Linked DNA regions of Mus musculus: region 2 is linked to region 1. The links are chromatin contacts, called in public Hi-C maps. All regions are on one chromosome and are shown on one strand. The core of a region is the stretch at or near the end of the contact, and the rest is flanking DNA. Distances in the headings are between cores, read along the strand shown. Region 1 overlaps Veph1 (ventricular zone expressed PH domain-containing 1). Region 2 holds the start of Ptx3 (pentraxin related gene).

Region 1 (7,660 bases), core at 2,826-5,325:
TTCAAGAAGGCCAATCTAGTCTCACTACAGAGACTCTCCCAGCAAGAAGATGACAAGAGTCAGATCAAACAAGGGAAAGAATACATCCATGAGTGTTGCCCATGAGGAAATTATTGATGATGGTAGTGAATGAGCGACTAAAATTTGACTGACCTGGAAAGAAGGCAGGTGGGACTGAAGAGTGACATGCCCTTCCCATTCTTGTGGGTGGTCCTGTGCAGTGCACACAGCTAGACTTTTCCCTTCTGGTTGGTGGTCCTGTGCATTATAAGATGTTTCTCAGAAACCTGAGCCCTTACCTACAAGATGGTGGTAATAGTGTCCTCCCTTAGTTGTGACACTGAACTTGGCTACAGCATTCCTAAATGTCTTTTAGGTAACAAAGAGTTCCCCAGTTAAGAACCACTACCCCCCCACACACACACACACATTTGAGCTTGTGTATGTGAAAGTGTTATATAAAGTGAGAAAGGGGTATGAGGCTGTTGCACTCAATATTTTAACCGTGAAATTAATCTCTGATAAATAATCCCCAGTCCTATGAGCAATATTACTCCCTTTAGTATTTTATTTTGGAAGTAAAAAGAAAAAGAGAAGGAAGTAAGGAAAATAATGGGGCATGAAGGGAGAAAGGGGAAGGAAGGAAGGAAGGGAGGAAGGGAGGGAGGGAGGGAGGAAGGGAGGGAGGGAGGGAGGAAGGGAGGAAGGGAGGGAGGGAGGGAGGGAGGGAGGGAGCAAGGAAATCATGAGGATGTAGCTCAGTAGTAGAGCACTTTGCCTTGCCTGTGAGGTCCTGGCTTCACTTACCAGCAATGAAAAAAAATATAAAATAAAATAAAAGTAAAGAAATAAAGGGGTCAGTGTTCATCCCACATATGGCCATCACCTCAACTTCTCTCAATTCAAACTATTTCTCCCAGCTCAACCCTTGCTGTCAATCTCCTTCTAACAGATTGTAATTATTCAGTGGGAACCTCAGAAGTGTGTTGTGGACAGCTAGCCTTTTGTGCCCAGGGCTCATCCTCTCTGGGCTGGTTGCTAAGGCTTCTGTCCCAGCATCTTTTCCCTGAATAGCCTTCCTTGTGACCATGTGAGTCTACTCATTTGAGTCCATGCCCCCAAAGAAGAAAGGTCTACACTTTTGTGTGGCACAAAGACAAAACCCGATTCTCACAATTAAGGGGAAAATGAACAAGTGGAGCGATCCTGAAAGAAAATTAAAGATGATAAAACTCAAAGCAGATGTCAACTCATTTACAAAAGTGATACAACGCTCAGCAGGCCAGATTTTAGACTTCAGGCCAAAACAACACGACTATCAAAAGAAATACAATTAGCATCCGAGAGAGAATGAAAAAAAATGAAGCAGATGAGCCTCCCTCTGCCAAAGATGCTGAATACATTGAGTGAGTTTGTAAAGGGCAGCAGGTGAATCTATTTGCGTTTTCCCTGTTCCCGTGTTTCTAAAAATGTGTTTGTATTTAAATAAAAGCCAACAAAGCCTAAACAGCAGAACAGTTAAGTTTTGAAATCAATTCCAGAGAAATAAAAGAGGAGTCATAAGGGCACCTGTGGATTGACAAGGTGGATGTAAGGAGCTGGGGAAAGAGACCTTTGCAAATGGCATGCCCTTTGTGGCCTTCTAGGAAGCCCTTGACAACTGGGATGCTTGCCTGTCAGACCATGTCAAAGCTGGGGAAGAGGAGAGTGTGTTCTTGGTGACTATGTGACTGGCTGAGCAGTCCCCCAGAAATCATTTAGTCCAGTGACCATTACAGTAGACCTCAGCTTTTCAATTTTTTTCTACTTGCAACTTCTTCATAGTCAAGAAATTTTGTGACCCTGCCTGTGTGTATAATTATTTTTAGAATTCATATACAAATCATACCCTTATTGACAATAAACCACAAAGAAATTTAAGACAGATCTTTGTGATATATATATGTGGTATGTGTGTGTGTATGTATATGTATCCCATTTATTGACATTGTAGTATATAATTGGCATATTGGCATATGAGATAGATGTCCGTATTTATTTTTACAGAAAGAATTGTTTTGCATGAATATTTAATACTTCTGGACATAAAACATCTTTAATTACTCTATGAGTAAATTGATCATTACTTTAAATTTATAATCATCAGTGCTGAGACATCACTTCACATAAACATATAGTGCAAAAAGACAGAAGTTCATGTAGGGGTATTTTGGGCACTGTAGAAATTCTGTCTAAATACAAAGTTAGAATGTGTTCCTGTTTTTTATGAAACTTGTTCGACTTTGAAATAGCAATTTCTAAAACCAAGCATCGAAACCCAATGCTAGCCGAAGACATAGGAATTTGATAGCTGTGGGCTGAGGAGATAATGGTAGGAAAATACTGGAAGTCTGCTTCCAACATTAAACCATCACGTTTACCGAGGAAAAGAAAACTTTTTAAGAAAAACATACCAGAGTCTTGAACCTGAGCTGAAGTGTTTGAGGCAGTGTTTGCTGGCATGTGGCGCGTGGTGTAATGACACGCACAGTGCAAGTGCGCATGTTGTACACTGAAAACCAAGGCTACTGTGCAGTTGTGCATGCACCCTTGGTAAGCATTCTCAGAAGCACCTCGGGTCATTCATTGCATGCTTGATTTTGAATTCATAGTTTGCCATTGCACCTTCACAAACCTTTTCCTGCATGTATATCCGTGCACCACATGCACACAGTGCTAACAGAAGGGAGAGTAAGGCATGGATCTCCCTGGAACTGGAGTTATACGTCGTGATAAGTCACTATGGGTGGGGTCTCTAGAAGAGCAGCGAGTTATCTCTCCAGCCCATTCTATTTAATCCTCACAAGAAAATATTTTAATGTGCATTAGCATTTAGAGGCTTCACATAAAACACAATGGAATAAATTCTCGTAGAAGAAAGGAGGAACTAGAGAGATGGCTCAGTAGATAACAGCACTTCGTGCTCTTTCAGAGGTCCTGGGTTCAGTTCCCAGCACCCATGTGGCAGCAAACCTTCAGTATCTCCAATTCTAGGAGATCCAATTTTCTTCTCCTGGTCTCCATGACTCCTCCATGCACATGGTACAAATAAACTCATGCAGGCTCACACACATACACATAAATAAAACAATAAAAATAAACCAATAACCTAGCCCAAAACGGAAGCCTTGACTCAAGCTCCGCTCTCCTTGTAGGCCTGAAGTAATTTCCATGTAAGTTGCAGGCAGCAATCCATGAAGCTTCCTTTCATTTGTTCCTTTAGTCTAATCCAGTGGAGCTCAGATTTTAGTGTGGATAAGAGTTATATACACAGCACTTATATGATGCAGAGAAATTGCCCAAGGTGATTTCTGCATATTCCTACCAAATTCAGACCAATTCTGCTTACCTTTCTCCATCACATTTCAGAACACCGTCTTCATTCCTCTCTTCCCATGAAAGGCTGCCATGTCCTACAGCTACAGTTGGGTACCACTTCTCTATGAGGTCCTACCACCCACTCTTTCCCATGGCCCCACTGTCCTCTAAACTTCTATAGCTGACATCCCGATCCAGCCCTCCAGCTCCCAAATCACTACCTATCTCTCGTGCCTACTTGTCTCCAAACTAAAGCACCAGTATCCAAGAGAAATATATTCTTTAAGGTGCTTACAAAAAAAAAGAAAGAAAGAAAAAGAAAAAAACTCTTGTTTTTTTTAAAAGCAAGGTATGTTTACACAAAGGGGGAAAACTGATTTTTTGAGACCAACTGTTGGCTCAAGGAATGCACACAAGTAATTTCAGGACATAATTAAAACCATATGACATTCTGGACAGTATTGCCCCCGCTTAGGAAAAGTTGAAGGTACTTCTACCCCACTGACTAAGGTAACATCTAAAGATAAAACTGAAGTTTTGATAAGAAAATAGTGTATCCTTTCCATGTAGAGATATCCTCTATCAAAAGAAAACCCCAGTGGCCTTTTGTAGCAGTTGTGTGGCTGCTGTGACCCTTCTGTACATATATATGAAGTAATAGCTTCAGGTTTTGCCCTGCTTACCAAAGAGGTTGAAGCTAACATGTGGTACCATTTATGTTCCATCTGTTGTTCATTTTCCTCATTGGTCGTTCTTCCTTAACCAGTACTTAGGGCTAAGGGAAGGTCTTTAAAGGTATTTCAGGAATTCATTTATTAGCAAGAGACATAGGTGGGAGATATCATTATCAGCTTTGGAAGCAGTGGAGCAAGGCCAGTGAAAAAGAGATCCCAGCAAGGCTGGCTCTGAAGAGTGTGGACAAAGTGGAATGGGAATAATGGGATCCCTGCCTGAAGTGTGAGCAACGCAGCTACAGCTTTGCCAGGAACCCAGGGAGACAGCAATACTCAAATCACAGGACACACCAAAACATAGACTTTTGTGGAGTGCCCATGACCCGGTGTTCAATTTCGAACAAGGCAGAGAACACCCAGGATCTGGCGGAGGAAAAGGGCACTGGTGGGAGATGTAAGGGGACCTGGCCTTCTCCTACCCATCTGAGATGATGTTTTGCAGGATCGCAGCAGACCCTCGTTACCTTGCTGCTTGATTCTTTGTTTCAGGAAATGGTCCTTGTTCCTTGAATCTTAAAGTCACCATTTGTGTGGTGTTTTCTGAGTCTTGAACATCTTATCAGTTGGGGTTAAAAGAAGACACTTGTCTTCCGGATCAGCTTGAGGGTTTCTCAGTGACTATATAGCACTTGTTTCCTGTGTCTGGCTCCTGAAACATATGCCTCAGAGATACCAGGATTTGATCATTCTTAGTTACCATGCCAGGCTCACAATCTGTATCACTGTTCCTGAGATAGATTAAAATGCATCCTAAACCAAACAGCTTCTAAAAGGCACTGTTTTCAGGGGCAGACTTTGGAAGCAGACACTTCCGCTCAGAGGTGGCTAAGAAGCTGAGGAGGTCACTTCACATTTCTGAGCTGCTTCCCCCTTTGTAATTGGAACCACTAATAGTCTCTCTCTCTCTCTCTCTCTCTCTCTCTCTCTCTCTCTCTCTCTCTCTCTCTCTCTCTCATAAGGAATAACTTCTCTACAGGATATGTTCTAAGACCCCAAGCCTAAAATCAAAGATAGAACCAAGACATATGTATTACGAGTTTTCTAATACAAGTATACCTATAATAAAATTTATTTTAGTGATTAGCCACAGTAAGAGATTATTAATAAAATAGAAACATTATGATGTTAAAGCATTATAGGGTTGCTGTCGCCTTTTGCCTTTTCACTAAAGAAAAACATTACTGAGCCCAAATTGTTAACACATCTCTGGCTTAGCCAAACTGCTGAAATTAATTACTATTCTTGTGCTTTTTGGGGGGGGGCGGGGGATTTTCAAGACAGGGTTTCTCTGTATAGCCCTGGATGTCCTGGAACTCACTTTGTAGACCAGGCTGGTCTCAAACACAGAAATCTGCCTGCCTCTGCCTCCCAAGTGCTGGGGTTAAAGGCTTTATCAGATTAAAAAAAAAAGAGTTACTTAAATGCAATCATTTTACTATTACAAAAATGAATATGGTAACTAACATGGGGTATTACAGTATATATTATATATAGTCATGGATATTCTGGGCAAAAAGATGATACTTGCCCTGGGTGAAAGAGAACAAGATGGTATAAAAATTCATCTTACTACTTAGAATGATGACCAGTTTAATATGTTTCTTGAATTTTCTATTTGATGTAACTGAGCCATCCTAAAACAAAACCAGAGTTAAAGGGCACAAATATGGGGACTCAGAACATCAATGCCTATGGATAAACGTTCAGTATTAGCATTGGCATCCTATGTGAGGTGAGCATTGAGGTAGGTGACTTTAGAATACTCAGCTGCAGGGGATATGGCCCACAGACAAGTGCTTACTTGCAAACTCTCTCTTATCAGACCACAGCACAGTTCGTCCAGAACCTGTAGCGTGTGCAGCAACACGGCATTACCTCATCAGGCAAGCACGTGGCCAATTGACACTACAAGCTTAGTTTACCCATTACATGAAAATAAAAACAACAGACATGTGTTAGCCACAAGCAGTTTTAAAAGAGCTGTGATGGATCCTAAATGGAGCTACTGACACCAATCTGAGGGGAACCCCAAGATAAAAGACTTACTGGGTAAAGGGTAACACACACACACACACACACACACACACACACACTTTTTCAGCCATGGGGGACAGATTACACTGTGACAAAACCAGTTCTTAACAGCACATATTTATCATAAGGTGAAAGTAAACCATTTTTCTTTTAAGCTGGCAAGGTACGTCTATTGGCTAAACTTTCCCATAGGTAAGTGCTGAGCCCTAAGACTGTGTGGTGTTCTCACCCCAGCCCAGCCAATGACATAGTCTCAACTAATGACATTCCTCCAATGCCGGGCAAATATTTGCTGATTTAGATCTCTGAAGGCTCGTGTGTTTAGCACCCAGTGGCTCTGTTTGGGAAGTCTATGGAACCTTTAGAAAGTGGAGCCTCCCTAGAGGAAGTGTATCCCTGAGGCAGGCCCCAAGACCCAGTCACCCCAGTTGCTGGTTACTGTCTGTTTTCTGAGTATGCAATATAACCAGCTGCCCTCAGTTCCTGCCACCATGCCTTCAAAGCCACAATGGGCAATCTTCCCCACAATCTACAAGCCAAAATAAACTCTTCTCTTTCTTTAGTTGTCTCTTGTCAGTATTTGGCCACAGCAACAGAAAGTAAAATACTGTGCTTCTACCACATGTGTTATGACTGAGGCACACCAGGAAGGAAGTATTAAACATTTTTCTTGCTCTTACAGTGTCACATGCTGGACACTGATGATTTCTTCACAGCTGACAGTTCACTGTCAGCCCCTTACCTGCTCTTCAGGCTAGCAGTCTAGACAAAAGTCTGATACCCTACCTCCATAGCTCCATCCTGACTCAGTGCTGTAGCGACATGGTTGTGCTGAACTCCTTTGGAGTTTCATAACTTGTATCACATCCAGACAGCCATGTGACAGACTGGGGCTGACTTCTGTACTGGGGAGTGGGGGGACGAGGTTGGTAACAGCTGTCTACATGCCCACTCTCCACTCCGGAATCTTGACCGCAGATTTAGAGTATATCTGCACCAGTGTCTGTTGGCAGTGAACGCTGAAAAAGTACCTTCACCCTGGAATTTATGGAGACCCTAAACGGTTCAAACACAGTAAATCCTATCAACTCCGAAAAGTGCACAAATTGCCTTAATGAGCACTCGCTGCTTCTGTCCCAGTCCACTTCTGATTCTGTTCTTTCCGGGATGTATCTGTGCTGCTCCAATCTGAATGCTTGGAAGATAATGTGGGGTTGGTTGGTAAACTTTCTCATTAGTTAGGATTGGTCAGTGTTCTTCCTGATTTTGTGGATCTGGGGAGGAGTCTGGGATTCCCATGAGCTCCTAGGACTTAGGGGTTTCTGATCTGTGGATTGCACTTGAAGAGGATGTGTCAGGATCTCGTGCTTTCTCCAGATTCCTTATTTTCCTATTTCTCCCAGATTGAGCAAAAGTCTAAATGACTGAGCATATGTATTAAGGAGACCATGTCCTTCCTTGTATTGGAGCTTAATATTTTCCTTCTGATTGCAAGGAATTCTCTCTAATTGCCTGTCCACAATTGCTCAAAATCA
Region 2 (7,660 bases), core at 3,510-6,009, 53 kb before region 1:
CGCTTCCAAAAATCTTCTTCGAACGCATTGGGAAGAAAATTGCTGTTTCACAACCTGGAGTAGCAAGAGAATACAAGGGGGGTGGATTTCAGTTCCAGAGTTATTTTGATATTCAGTTATATTAACTATATTTGATAACTATATACACTGCTGTGTTATGACTCATGGGGCCTCCAGTCTGATCTCTACAGAGCAAAGAAAGTAAAAGTAAGGAAGAAAAGCTTGGCTTATTCAGTAAAGCAACTAAGTAAAGACATTTGCAAACAGAAAGAAAGTGCCAACTCAACCCACAAATAACCAAAACTATGTTGAATAATCATTTCCCATTCAATCTGCTTTTCTTTCTATGTCTTTTATTGAACTGTTGAATCACAATTTCAGAAGATTCTATTGTTTCTAAGTACTTTTTAAGAAACTATTCTATTCCCTTCTTAGCTTTGCCATGATCTTAAAACAGTAAATCTATAAAAATCAATGGACCTAGCTCAGTCTAGGTAGCCATTATCAGCACGTCTTTTAAAATAATGTTTTAGAAGAGCCATGTCACTAGGGAATACAGTTTCATATACCATATGATCTTGGATATTGGTACCTTTTCAGAGTTTATAGGAAACTACAGTGTCTTACCATTATTATTGGCTGTGTGAAACAAGTCCTCATGTAGCTTGGACTGACCATTGTACATATAGCTAAGGATAACTTCTAGCTTCTGACTCTCCTGTCTCCACCTTCAAGGGACTGAAATTACTGCTGTGCACACCAGGACCACTTGCAAACTGAGCTTTGACAGGAAGCAAAGTGTAGTAATGATGACTGGTGTTTATCAGGTACTTCCTATGTCCCAGATAGTGTTCTAACCAATTTGTCCATCACCTTAATACATCTTCATACTTGCTTTTGAAGTCTTCTTAATCCCAATTTATGGGTGGGAAAACTGAGGCAAAATAACCTATGCTTCTGTAGTAGCTAAATTTTAAAGCTCGGGCTTTAGTTTGGTTGGTCTGCTGGCAGAGGCCAACACATTATATTGCCTCTTAATAGAAGACCTGAATTCTGAATAATTTACTGCTAGTGAGAATCATACAGGTTTTGATGAAGTTTATAATCTTATCAGCCTTTAGTGTTGTCTATACTTAAGGGGGGATATGACCCAGGACTGCAAGTCTGTAAGTTACAAGTATACTGCACTCAAATCTAGGCAGGCCAAGAATATGCTTTTAAACTTATAAATTTTATAGTCACACCACTATAGAAAATGCTTTTAAAAAGGGAATTTTTCTGAAGACTTTTATAAGAGATTGTGTTTCTGCTGAGAACATTCAGAAGACATGGGCCTTGAACATGGACACGAGACTCATCTACCCAACCTCTGCTGCTCTTGAGGCTGCATCCCCAGATAAGATGCCAAGGTGAAGACTTGGGAAGTGCTAAGGCCTTGAATATAGGGGTTCTGCTTCTCGGTGTATCTGAAAAAAACTAAGGTAGGCTAGATGTTCTCTTTATAATAACCCAAAGGAGATGCTATGAGGAAGCTTTGAAAAGTCACTCCCAGAACATTTAAGCACTAGCTGGTAATTCAGTAGAACATGTGGATATCAAATGTCCTATAAAGTTTAGTAAATTCCCATTAGTGGCTCCGAGCTAGGCTCAGTCCAAAAACTATCAAACAAACATAGACCATATCTTTTAGTGATAGTCAAAGAAAAATTGAAATATAGAAAAATTGTATAAGAGCAACCATGGTAGCAATGCCCCCAAATGATAACAGAACTCTTTAAAAAAATTCTAACCATTCATGAAAAAAATTTAAATGAGGCATTTTCAAGGTAGGATTCTTCCTCTAGCTACAACAATTCAATCAAATAATGATTTTGGAAACAAAAGACTCATTTCTGTGCATTTGGAATCTCCTGGCCTCTGTAAGTTCAAAATACAGTCCAAGGGGGCATTGACTACAACCTAATTAACTGCCTTCCTGTTTAAATAAGGCCAGGCAGTGCAGATTACATTCCAGGGCTGCCCATGACTGTCTCTGGGAGACCCAGCATCCCTGTCGGCCATGGTAGCTACCTGAGTTCATGCCGTAAAGTAGTATGTTAGCAGATTGTGTGGGGTTCTTGTGCAGAACAGTGAAGGAGGCCCTTGAGACGTCTTTGAAATGTCAGGAACTCTCTCATGAAGTGGCTTTCAACTAATAAGTCTTTGTAATTATATTATCAGAGACCAAGCAAAATGAAAACCAGGTTCTTAGGAGGCAGACCACAACATAATTAGGTGTCCTCTGGGGACCAAGTTGGCAGGAGAGAAAGAGAGGACCAGTCAAAGACTGTAGGTGCAAGTATGATTGGCTAGTAAGCACCAACAACAGTTTAGAATTCGGAAATGTATACATTTTCTAACAGATGAGGAGACAAAGTAATTCTTCCTTTAAGGGGCACATTATATGTGCATGACTCTACAGAGCTTGCAAAACAAACAAACAAAAAAATCCATGCATTTAAAATTGTCACAAAGTTATCACATAGAGGGTTTGCTTTAGGGTTGATTTATGCTTTTTGTCTGAAGAATTGTGCTTTGAACTTAAGGGCATGACCCCTATAGCTCAAGTAGATAGGAGGGACTGATTGTAGGATAGTTTCTATAAAGGAATGAACTGTGCTCTGGAGTGTCCTTCCTCCTACCCCATCCAATAAGCTTCATTTCATTGGAAATATGGCATAGGGTGGTATTGCTTGTCATTGTTTCTGAGACTCATGAGGAGTACCAGGGCTATTTGTCTGCATAGGGCACTAATTTTCTAGAATAATCTACAACAAAACATCACTGCTCCCGTCAGAAATTTGACTTAAGAACCCGAATTACTAGGCTCCAATGTTCTTCCTGTTTTGTTAGCTTTTAAGAGTATACCAAAGGGGCCCTCATCAGTTGGGAGTTTTATGGAGTTCATGTGGGGCTTTGACAAGTTGCACAGTCTGAATAGTCCCTTTCTTGTGTGGTCCTGGGGGACTGGATAAAGCCGTCATCTACTCCCTCTGACTCCTGCGCCTGACTTTATAAAGCATGCCCCCCTTGACCTTCACTGTGGAACTAAACTGGGATGAGGGAACCCTGAAGGGATTCTGCTGAGTCTGCAGGAGATCCAATTAGGCTCCAGTCAACTCAGAAGGAGCAGAGGGGGAGGAGTCGGCCAAGGGGCTGGGAAAGTCGCTGAAGTTAGCCAGGGCCCTGAAATAGTCGGAGGAAACAGGAGCTGGCCTAAAGAAAGTGACGGGATAAAATTAGAAGACTTGGAAATCCCTAACGGAGGGACTCGGGGCAGCGAGGAGGGTCACTGTTAAACACCTGCCAATGGACTCCTTCAATATCTGGTCGGATCCGGTATCAGGAACCTCTGACGTCAACTTCCAGACTGATGGTTTAAATCCTCGTTTTTTTCTTTTGGGTTCCTCGGGCTTGGAAATACTTTTAAAAGGCAATGAGCCTGCCTGGCGTGGTGTGAGCTCTGTGAGTGTGCCTATGAAAAGTACTGGGGCTCTGAGTGTGAGGGTCCCCACAAAAGCTTGCCTCTAGGGACAGAGCCGACCGTGGGCTTACCTGCGGGCAGCCAGTGGCGGGCGACCCAGCTCTGCACGGCGCTCAGGTCGGCGCGCGTCCGCCGCAGTTCCTCCAGCACAGCGCCTAGGCCAGGCACTGTCGCCTCGGGTCGCCGCGCCTCCGCGTCCTCCAGGCGCGCCAGCCTGAGGCTCGCGTCACGGCTCTCCTGCAGCAGCGGCTCCAGCGCCCGCACCAGCCTGGCGTCTGCGGGGCCACCGGCTGCGCACGGCCTCGCCATGCCGCCCGCCAGCCGCCCCAGCTCTGCCCGCAGCCGCTGCAGCTCTCCACGGAGGACGTCGTCGGTGGCCTGCAACAGCATGCCCTCCCGCATCTGCGAGTTCTCCAGCATGATGAACAGCTTGTCCCACTCCGAGTGCTCCTGGCGGCAGTCGCATGGCGTGGCTAGAACGCAGGACACACACAAGTGTTATCAGCTTGTCCTGGGTGGCCATGGGTTGCACTCTTGGTGACTCCAAGTTTCAGCCTGTCCCCAGCAACCGCTCTCCTTCTAAGGATAGCTCTGAAAACAGCGTGCGTGTAAACTCAAAGATGACACAGGACTATTCTTTATAGGACATGTTAAACTAACTGAGAAAATGCCATTAATATAGCTAAAAACAGTTAAAGATTTCGTATAACTTAACTCATCATAAATGTTACAAAAATAATTTAAAACCTCTGGCTTTTCTCAGATAGTCCTTGCTTTCTTGCTTTCCTTTTTTCCCCCAGTCCTTGCTTTCACAAATAAAGTATAATTTTAGCTTGCTTCATTGGCTATCTATGTTAATTATGTTAATCGCGCCCCCCAAAAAGTGAGTTATGTAGTTTTGATACGCTGAGAGAGTTAAAAATGAACTTACGGTCCTCGGTGGGATGAAGTCCATTGTCTATTTCGTTGTCCAAATTCACATACATGAGCTCGTAGTCATCCGAGGTCTCAGCCACTACTGCAGACCAGAGAGCACAAAGCAGGATCGCAGGGAGGTGCATTGCTGGAGAGGCGAAATTTGCTTCGCAGCCGCAGGGGAAGAAGCGAGACTCTACAGTGATCCGAGTTTGAGCCCGGGAGAGATAGTGTGAGGCAGGAGTGAAGCCCTTAATAAACGCTCCAAAGCATGAGCGGGATGAATGACTAATGTCGGTGGCACAGCGCGAGGGAGTTCCCCTGGATTTGGGGGAGGGGGTTGGGTGGGAGGGCAAGGGAGCTGAAGAGGTTGCACAATGTTAAACCACCGAGGTCCACACTGCAGGCAGATTAATTAGAGGCGAGTCAGGGGGAGAAGGGGAGGGAAGCTGGACTTTTCTGGTGCCCCTGAGGATTAGTTGCTGTAACCTGAAGTGCTAGCGCTTTGGGGGGTGAGGAGCACAGAGGTACAGGGCGAATTATCATTTTGGCATTTGGTGTGAGCTTTCATTACTCCACAACCCCTGAAGTTATGGAAAACTTTTTTTTTTCACTTTTCCTTTGGATACTTTCTCAAGACCAAGCTATAGAAAATGATTCCGTGACTCCAAAATAACCCATTAAGAATTTTTATGACTCTAGAAGTCAATCTTGACTAACTAGTCTTGACTCCTCTGGTGGAGCAACTAAAAAACACAGTATGGCTGGGTCAAAACCCAGTAAAACAGGAAAGTGAGGGCGGGAATATAGTGGCTTTAGGTGCTTGGGTATTCTTGACATATCCTATCAAGGTCCTGTTTTAAATTTACATTAGTGACTGTGTGTGTGTGTGTGTGTGTGTGTGTGTGTGTGTGTGTGTAAAACCTGCCCCCTCCCCCAGTGCAAAGTACCTAGATAGGTGTTGATAAGTCATAATAATAGTGATAAAAAATTAAAACATTTGAATAAACTCCAAATAAAGCAAGATCTAAAAAACTACACAGATCTAGAGGGAACCACTCCCAGAGGATACCCCTGAGCTGATACAAGTCTCCAATATACAAAGGAGATGGAGGGGGAGGGTTACCAGTCACATCCTGATCATGATGGCAGGGCTACTACCCTCAGGCCAGGCCTCTCAGAAGGCTGCCTCTTGGATTTCCATAGGTAAATTCCTCTGCTCCTGACAGAGACTCATGAGTGGCTTTCCTGGCCTGAGTGCCCTCACGCATCTGGAATGCACATGCATGTACCATCCACCACAATAAAAATGAATCCACAGTTAAACATAGCTAGACACGGAGGGAACAGGGCATCATAAGCATGAATCAACACAAAGTCAAAAGGCATCAGGCCCCTGCTCAAGAGCTTCACTTATTTGAGATCACGGCTAAAGACAGGGTATGTTTGAAACCGTTAAAGCCATCAGAAAGCGATGGCAATATGAGACAATACGATATTGTTTAAAGGGCAGTGTGGAGCCACAGCTTTGTAAGGTGCTTTTCTCCTAAGGCTGTGGGCTCGAGTTCAGTTTCTAGAGTCCACATTAAGAAACCTGATGTGGTGCTGTGAGGTCCTAATGCCAGTACAGAGAGCCTCTGGGATCCCTGGCTAAACAGCTAAGCCTATTGGGCAAGTTAAGGCCCACGAGAGACCCTGTCTGAAAAAGCAATGTGGAAGAACTGGATAAAAATGCTTACTGTTCTTTCAATGTCTGTGGATTGTAGCATAGTTACCTGTACTGTATGGCTAATGTCCAATTACAAATGAGCACATACCATGTGTGTCTTTCTGGGCCTGGGTTACCTCACTCAGGATGATCTTTTCTAGTTCCATCCATTTGCCTGCAAATTTCACGATGTCTTTGTTTTTAATAGCTGAGTAATATCGCATTGTGTAAATGTACCACACTTGATCCATTCTTCAGTTGATGGACACCTGAGTTGTTTCTAGTTTCTGACTATTACAAATAAGGCTGCTATAACATAGTAGAGCAGGTGTTTCTGTAGTTTGGTGGAGCATTTTTTGAGTATATGCCCATGAGTGGTATGGCTAGATCTGGACTTCAGAAGACAGAAGATAACAAGTCTGAGTGATTTCGGGCCCTTTTTCTGATGGTTTCTTCTGGAAGCTATAGAAAATAATGTCTTTCAGTCATAGAGTACATTAACAAAATGGTGCCCTGGGGTAGAGGGGCAAACAGGAAGAATAAAGGTAAGAGGCCAATTTGAATGAAAACCAGCATAATAGCGAATGGAATAAAATAGTTTGCAAAGAGTTCTGCATGTAATTAATTTATTCATGTAAAATTATAAGGCAAGAAAACGGCTCTAAGATGATAATGGATGCACACATGTAATTAAGGTAGAAAACCCTTCACAACAATGAGAAATACTAACTTCACAGGGATGATGACCTCTGAGGAGAAAAAAAGAACATTAGTCAGGAAACACTTATGGCACGAGGCAAAGTTTTGGTGCAGCTGGATGGCAGGCACATCGCTGTCGTTTTTATCGTTTCTTATGCTTGTATGTGGGCTGGAGACATTCGGTATCTAAGACAAAATGTGACTTAGAAGTGTACAGAATTTCTACATTCAGATTTCTTCATCAGTTTTGAACTGAAAAATAAAGTAAGTTCTTTGGCACTTATTTTTGGGTTTATTTCGTTGAAATTGAAGTCAGTCAAAAATGACTAATCTAGGGATTTCCCCTTCAGAACGCCCCCCCCCCCCAGGGCCTTTGTTGGAGATAGTAGTAAAAGCCATACTGCAGATTCCTGTCCCAGATTCTAGCTACAGCCCCGTTCAGTGTGACCCTTCCCATCAGCTGACCAGTGTGCAGAAACAGCTGAGTTCCATGACCTAATGTGTTCTACATCAATTATGTACTGAACCAAAATTCCCCCAATTTAAGGAGAAACACAATACAAAAGCAAGCAGAAACCTAACAAAATATATTGTTTGATATTAAATTGTTATAAAATAGTGATGGGAACAGCATCATTTTAAAAATTTACTCTAATTTTATACATCCAGGTGTTTTGTGTGCAAGTACATGCCCGGTACCTGTGGAGGCCAAAAGAGGGTGCTGTATCCTCTGTAACTGTGAGGTTTCAAGCCACAATGTGGGTGCTGGGACTCAATTTCTGGTCCTTGGAAGAGCAGCCAGTGCTCTTATGTAC

What was found. Hi-C and Micro-C count contacts between places; a contact is called where the count stands out from the background.
Region 2: a Hi-C map of cranial neural crest shows a contact between it and region 1, with 2.1 times the contacts expected there. The contact joins the promoter of Ptx3 here to the enhancer-like site in region 1. A contact is called at or near these places in 1 of 39 promoter capture datasets (macrophages), 9 of 484 Hi-C or Micro-C datasets (the 3T3-L1 cell line, the HL-1 cell line, the MC3T3-E1 cell line and 5 more), 1 of 115 datasets of contacts at active chromatin or transcription factors (the NIH/3T3 cell line) and 2 of 9 other capture datasets (adipose tissue and liver).

What each region holds. Positions count from the first base shown.
Region 1 is chr3:66,163,491-66,171,150 of GRCm38.p6, reverse strand. The region is part of intron 7 of Veph1 (ventricular zone expressed PH domain-containing 1); the gene reads left to right. Among named protein-coding and RNA genes, the nearest start is that of Ptx3, 53 kb to the left of the region's middle. Within about 2 kb of position 4,075, at least 11 of the 459 cell types and tissues checked have an H3K27ac peak or open chromatin away from gene starts, as enhancers often do.
Region 2 is chr3:66,216,986-66,224,645 of GRCm38.p6, reverse strand. Ptx3 (pentraxin related gene) reads right to left here and starts at 4,759. Exons shown (of 3, transcript NM_008987.3): 1 at 4,455-4,759; 2 at 3,595-3,996; 3 at 1-54. The coding sequence starts at 4,584. The region is part of intron 4 of Veph1 (ventricular zone expressed PH domain-containing 1); the gene reads left to right.